Regions from separate parts of the Hordeum vulgare genome. Here region 2 is linked to region 1. A link is a contact called in public Hi-C data. All regions are on one chromosome and are shown on one strand. The core of a region is the stretch at or near the end of the contact, and the rest is flanking DNA. Distances in the headings are between cores, read along the strand shown.

Evidence for each region. Hi-C and Micro-C count contacts between places; a contact is called where the count stands out from the background.
Region 2: a contact with region 1 is called in a Hi-C map of seedling, with 2.6 times the contacts expected there. The contact joins the promoter of LOC123401759 here to the enhancer-like site in region 1. A contact is called at or near these places in 2 of 6 Hi-C or Micro-C datasets (leaf and seedling).

The regions. Positions count from the first base shown.
Region 1 is chr6H:517,110,430-517,115,779 of MorexV3_pseudomolecules_assembly, reverse strand. No RefSeq gene overlaps it. Among protein-coding and RNA genes, the nearest start is that of LOC123404133, 26 kb to the left of the region's middle. Within about 2 kb of position 2,614, at least 3 of the 3 cell types and tissues checked have open chromatin away from gene starts, as enhancers often do. A contact at or near this core is called in leaf and seedling, where this site is marked.
Region 2 is chr6H:517,233,881-517,239,230 of MorexV3_pseudomolecules_assembly, reverse strand. LOC123401759 reads right to left here and starts at 2,917. Exons shown (of 8, transcript XR_006611180.1): 1 at 2,492-2,917; 2 at 1,732-1,884; 3 at 1,569-1,632; 4 at 1,401-1,484; 5 at 1,175-1,296; 6 at 757-830; 7 at 1-234.

The DNA of each region.
Region 1 (5,350 bases), core at 1,365-3,864:
ACAGTTGCAGTCAGTGGACCGTTCCAGTAATGAATGTACACTTTTTGATTTTCTGTTCGTTCCTTTGGGTTCGTTTCTTCGTTCTCTTCGTTTTCACCGGTTTTCCACGTTTCTTGATGGAGTTTCTTTTTTTCTTTGGCATTCAATTTCTTCTGCGTTTCTTTATGGTTTCTTCGGCCTTTTTGTTTTATATATTTTTTGGTGTTTCTTTCATGGTTTTCTTTGTTTTTCTTTTGTGTTTTCAACACGCAATTTCTTTTCTCAAAACATATTATACATTAAATTTTCAACATTTTCCATATACAATGATGTACAATTTTTTAAAATACTTGTTTCCACCATTTTTTTTATATGTGTTAAACAACTTTTCAGTTACATGCTCAAGATTTTTTTAGTTGGCACGAATCATTTTTGTTAAACCATGGAAATATTTTGAAAATTGTATAATCATTTCTAAAAATGTCGTGAACATTTTTCCGAAATGCAAGTATCTCTCTCTAATGTTATGTTCTTTTTGGGAATGGTAAGCAACATTTTTCATAACACACAATCATTTCTCTTACATTATATAAAATTATTTAAAAATGCCGTGAAAGTACATTTAAATGCATGCATTTTTTTAGTGATACGGAACATGTTTTTTGCATTGCGTATAAATTTGTCTGAAAAATGTAAGCACATTTCTTAAAATTTCGGCTTACATTTTTGTGAAACACAGGACATTCTTTTTTTTTTGAAAAGCTGCACAAACTTTTTTTTAACACTTAATTATCATTTCTGGAACCTGTGGTGAACATTTGTGAATATATTTTTCATATTAGAAATACAAACAAAAGTAGTAAAACAAAAAAAATACATGTGCTTTGGAGTCAATGCATTACCTAAACATTTGTCTGAACAATGTAAGAACATTTCTTAAAATTTTGGCTTACATTTTTTTGAAGCACAGGAACATTCTTATTTTTGAAAAGCTGCAAAAAACTTTAGTTAACACTTCATTATCATTTTTGGAACCTGTGGCGAACATTTGTGAATATATTTTTCATGTTAGAAATACAAACGAAAGTAATAAAACAAAAAAATGCGTGTGCTTTGGAGTCAATGCTCCCACCAGGTCCTGGCCTGGTCCAATTATGAGATACCACAGGCGACACATATAGCCGCACCGGATTGTGCGTCGACTATTTCTCGCCTTAGTTCCACGGTGAACCCATATAAAGGATAACTACAGAGGAACTCAAACAGTGGTTTCCTCGGAAGAGTTCAAAGGTGCTAGCAGGGCCGGTCGTAGTTAAGGTCCTCGGAAGAACTCGAACAGTGGTTTTCTGTTTTTCTTTTTTGATGTTTTTCTTTTCTTTTTTATACCTTTTATTTTTCTTTTCATTTTCTACTCATGTTTTTAATTTATTTGTTTTTTGTATTTTTCTTAAATTTTTATATTTTCCTTTTTCATGTCCATTTTTTATGTTCGTTTTTGTATTCTATCTATATTTTCATATATTTTAATAACATTTTCTTTAATAAGTGATCAACATTATTTGTATATACACGTCCCACATTGTCCAAACGATTAACCAATATTTTTTAAATACTTGTTTGACATTTTAATACTAATTCGATATTTTCAAATACTTGTTCAACATTTTTCGAATATTTTCTCAACATTTTTATTACTTATTTAACATTTTTAAAATACTAGTTTAACATTTTTAGTACTTATTCAATATTTTCAAATCCTTGTTCACATTTTTTGAATAACCGTTCAACATCTTTTAGTACTTATTCAACATTTTTCAAAACCATGGTCAATATTTCTAATACATATTCAACATTTTCAAATACTTGTTTAATATTTTTCAAATACTCGTTAGTGCACATGTAACTCTAATGCTGCAGGTCGCACATTAGATACATGTCGGGCATTATTTTTCATTTGAATTTAATTTCTCTACTGAATGGCAGGACCGAGTAGTCATAGAGACACAATTTTTAATTGAAATCCCGTTTCATTGCTAGAAGTGGACCCCATGCCACATCATCCAAACACGGTGCCAAATCAGCATACTTTACATTTACAAAATGAAATTAGCACCGTATTTGCACATCCATATCAAGTTTTAGAACCATTTGACGTATTTTTCAAGTTCACAGACTAAACTGAACATCCGTGTTTAGTTCAAGCACCAGACGTGATATTATCTCAAAGTAAAAAACGTGTAGAGCTCCTCTGGTTTTATTTTCTACCATCAATCTTATGTACTTTCTCCTCTTCCTTTCTTTTCTCTCTCTATTTTTTTTTCTTTGTCACCTCTTATTCTTCTAATGGTTTTTGTGAAAATCGTATCATCCGCCTCACCTTTTACTGACTTATCATATATATTTTTCTTTTGTATGTGCTTGCCGAATAAGGGTTATCAAATTAAATCATATTTTTGCACAATCACACTAACATGGCTCGGTATATCACGGCTAACCAAAGAGAATATTTATTCACCATTCTTCACTTATATTTTCTCGCTTCAATCTTGAAGACAAAGTGAGCCATGGCCCGTATTCTTATCTAGATTTTTCTCTAAAGATTTGGCCCAATAATAAAGGATGGCCCAGTGAGCAAAGCTATTGCAATGGCGTTCAGCCAGGGAGCTCCTGTTCGGCGCCTTAAGCAGCTGAACATGTAGCTGGCGCCCGTTGCAATGCATTGTTGGGCTGGCTCACGAAGGTTGTGTGCAGCGAACAAAATTTGCAAGAAAAACGCAACAACAAAAAAATGGTTCCCCCAAGAACCAAACTCACATCGCCACGTCCTTGTTCGAGCTTAGCTAATCGAAACAGCCATTGCACACTTGTGATTTTAGAAGGGCTAAATTCTAAGAACAAGTATAGCTGGGATATTTATTTACCACTTATTTTTTTTTCTTTTTAAGAAATCATGAATTTAAAAATGTTCCTTGATTTTGGGCAATAGTTCACCGCTTTTGAAGAGAAGTTCACAAAACTTAAAAAAGTTCACCAATTTTGGAAAAGCTTTCTGAAAATATTTAAAATGTTCATCATTTCAAAAAGTTCACTGGTTTCGAAAAAAGTTCATCGATTTTGGCAAAAAGTTCATTGAATTTGACAAAAAAAAGTTCATCGCTTTTGAAAAAAAATCATCGATTTTGGCAAAAAGTGCATCGACTTTGACAAAAAAATTCATCGAGCTTCAAAAATAGTTCATCAATTTTGAAGAAGTTCACAAATTTGAAGGAAAAATCCATTGATCTTGAAAATAGATCATCGTATTTGGATAAAGTTCATCAAATTTTTTTAAAAAATATCAAATTTGAAAAACGTTCATCAATAGTAAAAATTCAATTGAATTAGAAAAAAGTTCATCCAATTGATGGTAAGATAAAGCAAAAACAGAAAAAACGAAAAACAGAAGAAAAATGAAAAACAGAAAAAACAAAAAACGGCAGTGTAAGGTAACAAAATGGCATGATGTAAATTTTTACATTAAGTTCTCTTGATCGGGTGGTTATCCGAGTGCAGAGTGAATCAGAAGATCCCGGTTCGATTCCCAGCTCTTACAAAAAATTTACGCATTGAAAATCAGGAAAAAAACACACTATCAAAACGGGCCAAGCCCGTCTAATGCGTTGTAAACGTCGGGTTGCAAAAAAACTAAAACCAACACTATCAAAACCCTAAATAGGGTTTGCCGTACAGTCATCTTAGTTTTGTCTTGGTTGGCTAGCGTCTTGTGGAGTTGTGTTTGTTTGTGACTATTTCTTTTACAAAAACCGTGTGCACAAGTATAACATACGTTTTGCATATTTGAAATCATGTGCAAGGATAGGCAACATCACAACTACACGTCGTTTGCCAAAATTATGTGCACAACATTGCACACATTTGCATCTTTAAAAACATGTGTAATGATAGGCTACATCATATATACACATCTTTTGTAAAACATGTGTGCACGACATCATACAGAATTACATTTTTAAAACCATGTGTGATATTACAACATCACAAACACTTTATTTCTGAACTATGTGCAATGTTACATCACACACCATTTATTTTCTATCATGTGTGATAGGCGGGTCTTGATAACATCATTTTGCGCTAGTGGCATATGAAATCAATTCATGCATTTCATTCGATATATATATATATAGAAAAAATACATCCTACCATCCAGGGGTAGTTACCCCATATGTTCTATATACTATCATGCGGTAGTATATATATTAATTTATCATTTTTATTATGTTTGTATATTATATATAAGATTTTTCAAAGTGAGTTACATGAAAAAAAAATTACAAGTTAGCCCATAGTTTTATTATATTTGTGAAATACATATATTTTTGTACGTAAAAAATAACATCCACAAAATATGATACATACTACCCAAAAAATGGTATATATACTACCTAAACATTACTATATAGTACATACTAAGCGTACATACTCTTCAATTTGATAGATACTGCATACAACATACAAAACGCAAGTGATGGTAACTACCACCGGTGGTAGATAAAATTTATCATATATATATATATATATATATATATATATATATATATATATATATATATATATATATATATATATATATATATATATATATATATATATATATATATATATATAGGGAAAATAGATTCTACCACCTATTGATAGTTACCACCTAAGAATCCACCGTTGATCTGATGTGCACGGATGGAGCATAACCTTTATCCTAGATTGTCTCGAGAACTTATAACGGGCTAAATGAGGTTCCACCAGATCCGTTTAGAATTGATGGTCCCATCGTGAGCTTATCCCTTATTTTGAATCCATGGTACGTCATCCTTATCCGGCTACTAACGAACATAGCTAGTCTCTCTACGTGAAAAAAGCTTTTATTTGTACCATCTAGTTACCAATAACAAAACAAGCTGGTCTTTCTTTTCTCTATCTAATTGTTCAATCTCTTCGGAGTTTCTTTCGTCACCGGTTGGCTGGCCCGGCGTCGTCCCTCGTAATTTTTTTGCCGCCGGTGAGACAACAAAATAGCGGTTGACCAACGTTGGCCCGTTCTACTTCGTGACCAGATAAGCGGTACCATCTTTCTTCATTTGCATCAGCACATGGAGAACCAAATGCTAGACGAGCTCATGATATAATCCTTTGATATCTTATCATCTGTAGGGACATCGGTTGAAAAATTAAGTGAGATCCACCTGCTATGACACGAGAGCGAGCCCATCAGTGACCTCAACGACGACGCACCCTGCGCATGTCCAATTGGTGAATGAATGATGTTTCCTAGGTGAACCACATTGGATACGAATAGCGCATCTCTTATGACGCT
Region 2 (5,350 bases), core at 1,668-4,167, 120 kb before region 1:
CAGCAGAGAGGACAATCGCCTTCCGAGAGGCATCTGCCTTCTTTGGGGAGCTGCTGCCCAGTGATTTTGTTGCATCGCCGCGACTCCCGGTAAGCAATTGCTCGCGCTTCGCCCATGCGATGAGCTCTTGCTTCGTCGTCAACCTTCTCGGAGGGGCAGCAGACAAAACAATTGCTTTCTGAAGGTCTTCAGGCATATTACTGTTGCTTGCCTTCTTCGAGGAGCTGCTACCTCCTGCATTTGGTGGACAATGTTTCACACGGATGCTGGAAGTACCAAGGTTCACATAATGAAATGATTAAACAAAATAATCACTACAGCAACACGTTCACATGACCCACCAAGTGTACAGCTGATCTATTTTTTGTTAGATATCATGGTTTCAGTTTCAGTGCCACTCAAACACCTTGTTTTTTTTAAAAATTAATTGTATAGCATAAACAAAAGAATCTATAATAGATAAACACCTACAACATCAGCCAAGAATTTTATAATACATGGTAGCTATCTTGATTCTTGAGTGTAACAGGCTGCAGAAGAAAAAACAAAATGTGGACACAGACAGTTGCATGCTGACAATTTAAGATACAAGATTGTAAGAATGACCGTAAACCGTAAATTTCAGGTGAATTGTGTAGTGGTAAAACTGAAGCACGATAGCCAAATTTGACCTCTATACTCGTTATGGTTAGTTTAGAGCCCATAACCAACGGCGTATTAGATACTACTACTTGGTTCTGACATAGTGACATGTACCTTTTAGAGCCATCTTTTGTGGTGTCACTGGTGGTTTGGTCAGCACATATGTACCACCACAATCCATCTTGTGGCTGTAGAAAATAGCATCAGTCAATACAGCTTTGAAGTTTATCCAAACACATACACCTTCGAAGTTCACCATGCAAACATTAGTCGAAAGTAGATATTATCTAGAAACAGAAGTCTCTGAGAGTATTAAAAATAACAAACAAATGGCACATGCATCTAGTTACGAGTTTGAGACGTCATTCTGCATCTAACAGATTCAGAGGCAAATTTCAAAAAGTAACGAACCACCCAGAGTTCAAGCCTTCAGTGGTATATCTTGTCGAGTTTGTGCGAGGAAAACAATTAAGAGTGTGACGTACAATCAAGAATGTGAGTTATTTGTCAGGGTAAATTTGTGCAGTCTTACTTGTGCCAGTGGCAAAGCATGTTGCCACAGGTTGGATGTTGGCTAACATTCTCGATACAGCAGGAATCAGATGGATGTTTCAGCTTCTTGGCCCTCACAAGTGTATGGCCACACGATTCACACTGAAATTTCAAACATTGAACATGCCAGTAGGAGGTAAACCAGACTGAGATTTAACAACAAAAAAGAAAACACTAAAAAGAGAACTGTGGAAAGTAGGTAGTACCTTCCACAAAAAACCCTGTATGTTGCAGGATTTCTCCTGACTGAAATCATGAGTAGTTGTGATACAGTAGCCACCTGTCGGTCTCTGCAGGTTAGGGTGGCGCAAGCAAAAGCCAGGATCATCAGTGGTCTGTAATGGTTACGAACATATCTGCCAGAGAATACTAACCGCGTGATCCTCGCAGGGGCAAGTGTTGATAGCATCCATCCAATCACGAAAAACAGGGCCATGGCTGCATTAATGCAGAGAAAATAAGCAGCAGGCAGGCAGGCTATGAGAAGGCTAAAATTTGGAGCACACAATCTTACTTAAATGGATACAAGTATTTTACCCGAGGCTCGTCAGACCATGCTTTAGAAATATGATTGCGTGAATCATCAGATGCAGCAGGGCGTTCTTCGTATCAGCATTCGTGCGATACTGCAGCGCTGGCTTGTAGAGTGTTATTCTGTGCAGGTCTCCAAAGGAACAGGATCCGAAACACCTGCTTATGTGCAACCGAATCAGTGCTTACTATTTTATTTTATTTTCATGTAAACTAAGTACTCCCAACGTAAAGAAATATAAAAGCGTCTAGACCACTAATTTAGCAATTAAATTAGTGATCTAAACGCTTTTATATTTATTTCTTTGCAGAGGGAGTACAATTTAATAATTGAGAAAATAGCAACTAACACGTGTTTTATAGGCCAGGATCAATCAACATACAGTAAGAAAATGCTCAGCAAGCAGTCAATGGGGGAAAATGCTGTATTTGAAAAGAAGAAAAAACATCAGGATTCGAAGTCATTGCACCATCGGACAAAAGATTCGACTTGGACCGGAACGAAAATCAAAATCTGCCATGTCGATCGAACCGTCAAATGCTAAATAATTACCAAACTTCTTTTGAGGCGATTCGGAAGAATCTACGGCAGCACGATCCTATGCAGGGATCATTCCTGAGAGACGCTAAAATAAATCCAGCGAGCAAGCCATCTCCTGACGGGGGCTCCAGCAAAATCCTGGCGCCCACCCCAACCCCCAGCCCACGAAAAAAGAAAAAAAGAAAAAAAAAATCAAAGGGACGGGAGTGGAAGGGGCGTACGTACGTGATCGCCTTGGTGCGCGGGGAGACCCACTCGACGGAGAAGGCGGCGTCGGCGAGCGCGCAGCGGAAGTAGAGCTCGTCGTAGTGCCGGAACAGGTCCCACAAGCCCGGGTCCTCGTCGCCGGCGCCCGGATCCATGGCCTCCCCTGCCTCAGGCGAGCGGCGGCAGCTTCGCGGGCAAGGATGAAGCAGCAGCAGCAGGAGCCGCCCCTCCCTCCGTCCTCCGTCCTCAGGCGAGCGGCGGCAGCGGCAAGAAGAACCGGTGAGGGGGAGTCTGGCCGGGGTTCTTAAAAAAAAAAAGTTGGTTGGGGCTCTTGATCCTGGAGGAGGCCGCCGCTGCCGGTGCATGCAAGCAGAACCGGCGAGCGACGGAGGCCAGAGGGTAGAGTGGGATGACCGGAGGAGGAGGCGCGTGCGACAGTGTGCGTCGTGGGGGGGGGGGGGGGGGGGTGTCAGTGACGATGACCGCTGACGGGTGGGCCCCCGTGGAGACGCTGGTTCCGCTTCCGCGTGGGTGCTGTGCGTGTGGACGGCTGGGATGCTGCGACGCTTGGATTGGGCGCGACCCGAGCCGCCGGATGGAGAGGTCACGCGCGGGCTTGACGGACTCGCCCTGGCTCTGGCTCTGGGGCATGTGGGTGCGTGGGGTGGGCCCCGCGCCTGGCAGGAGATGAAACGGGGCAAAGGCGCTTCCAGAAAGGACTGGAAGCGCATACCGGAACTGTGCAACTTCTTTTTTTTTTACCGTGCCCGTCTTGTTCGGCTTTTTACTGTTTCTGCCGCGTTACCGTCCAAGGAAGCGCTCTTGTTTCTACAGCGCTCACGTTTGGATTTAAGGAGTTTTACTGGGTTTTCGTAGCGAGCAAAAGCACTGTTTCTACCCCCGCGATTCCACAGGAAACTGAAAAGAGAGAAGGGGGCACATAGTGTACAGTGCGCGGGGGTGCAGATGAGGCGCAAAGTTGATAGAGATTTAACCATAGTTTAGAGCAAGTATAATAGGCTATAAGTAGTACCACGTCATCGAAAATCACTGCTGGAGGAGAGAGAGTGAAGGAAAAAGAAGGGAGCGGGGGCTCCGGTTGTCGCCGACTACAACGCAAGAAACAAGAAAAACAGCAACATGCACCGGTGTGAGCAGTCGTTCATTTTCCTGTAACCAATCAAGAGTGTATTCTTGCCTTCCTTTACATGCAAACATTAAATAGTACTAGCTAGTTTACAGCCAAGCTATTGTACTAGTAGACTTTTATAAGGGCTGTATGTAACATGGCATTGACATATAGCCAGCAGCAGGCTTTGTTATTAACCATGCTCTTACAAAAATTTAGGGATCTGATTTTTTTTTATAATCCGGGTCCATGACGGTAGGCTATAACAGCCTACCACCAAAGATCCTGGCGGTAGGGGTGCATGCCCTATTGTATTTTTTTTAAGTATCAGATACAATGTGTGTTCGCATCTACTATCGGGCACCTTAACGGTAGAGTTGTACAGGTTATAGAAAGCCTATTTGACAAGGTTCCGTCGCGCTGATGTGGATAAGTTTCTTACCGTCAGGAACCGTGGCAGTAGGTTGCTATACCCTACCGCTATAGACCCCGACGGTAGAAAAATGATCAGATCCTAATTTTTTTACAAATCAAGATCAGATCTCGATCAACTATTACAAAAGGGTCAAAACATGAAATTTTGCAGCCTCTCGTCGGAGCTCGAAGTCGGCCAACAGCCATTCTTGTGTTTAACCACCGAGAACGAAGCAAAACCATAAGCTAATTTCTAGTTGCTCGTAAATGTAATGGGTCAACAGAGCGTTTGTTTTACACGCGCCACTGCTAAGTAACAACAACGATTGTTTCTGTCCAGCGTCACTACTATGTATTTGTAATTTTTTAATTTATACACCGTTATACAATTTTTTATATGGCGGCAACGAAGAGGTAGCGAATGAAACACTAATTAGATTGAATTGGATAGTTCCAATTGACCAAGTTGGATTGGTAGGACGATATGATGTTCGGATGACACAAAAATGTTGAATGATAGGCACACTTGTATGACGTCTCAACATCATATCGTCCTACTAATTCAACTTGGTTAATTGGATCCATCAATTATAATCTAATCCATCTTTTTCCACTTAGTGATATAACAACTCATCATATTATCATAACTCATCATAACTCATCCTCATAGTCATATACGAACTCATCATCTAGCATATCACAAGTTAACCAACACTAACTAATTGCTATCATAATAATTAAATAACTCATCATCATTCTACAACATGATGGGTACTAGCTAGAACCTACTACTCTTTTCTTGGTAAAATAGTATAAAAAGATAAACTTCTCCATATCCCCTATGAAGAATACAAATCAACCTATCTCCAACCCGTGGCCTGCGTAAATCCTTATTGTCTTTGCCAAGTGGTTGCATGTATGCTTTTATTTCTTTGCTCCATCCTTCAATTTTCAGGGTTCCATCCCTTCGATACATCGAGTATGAACTTGGGAAACTTACCGGCAAAATTGATCGTAAGCTAACAATATCCAAACAACCTTTCATAAGCATCATGTTAGGCACAATCTCGGATGGGAGTTTTTGTTGAAGAACATAATAATAACATAGTTTGGAATCTAGTTTTGCTTAAGAAGAATATATGCAAAAGATGGGCTAGTGACATAATAGTAAAAAATATTTTACAATGATATCTGAAGTGATGTTAACATGGTTCAACTCATGCATTAGTGACACGTATCTAGTGTAATTGTCGCCAATTAGGTAATTGGTCCTAAAATGCTCAACATCATTAATAAATGAGATCGGATATTTTTTTTCCGACCAAGTTAGCTCG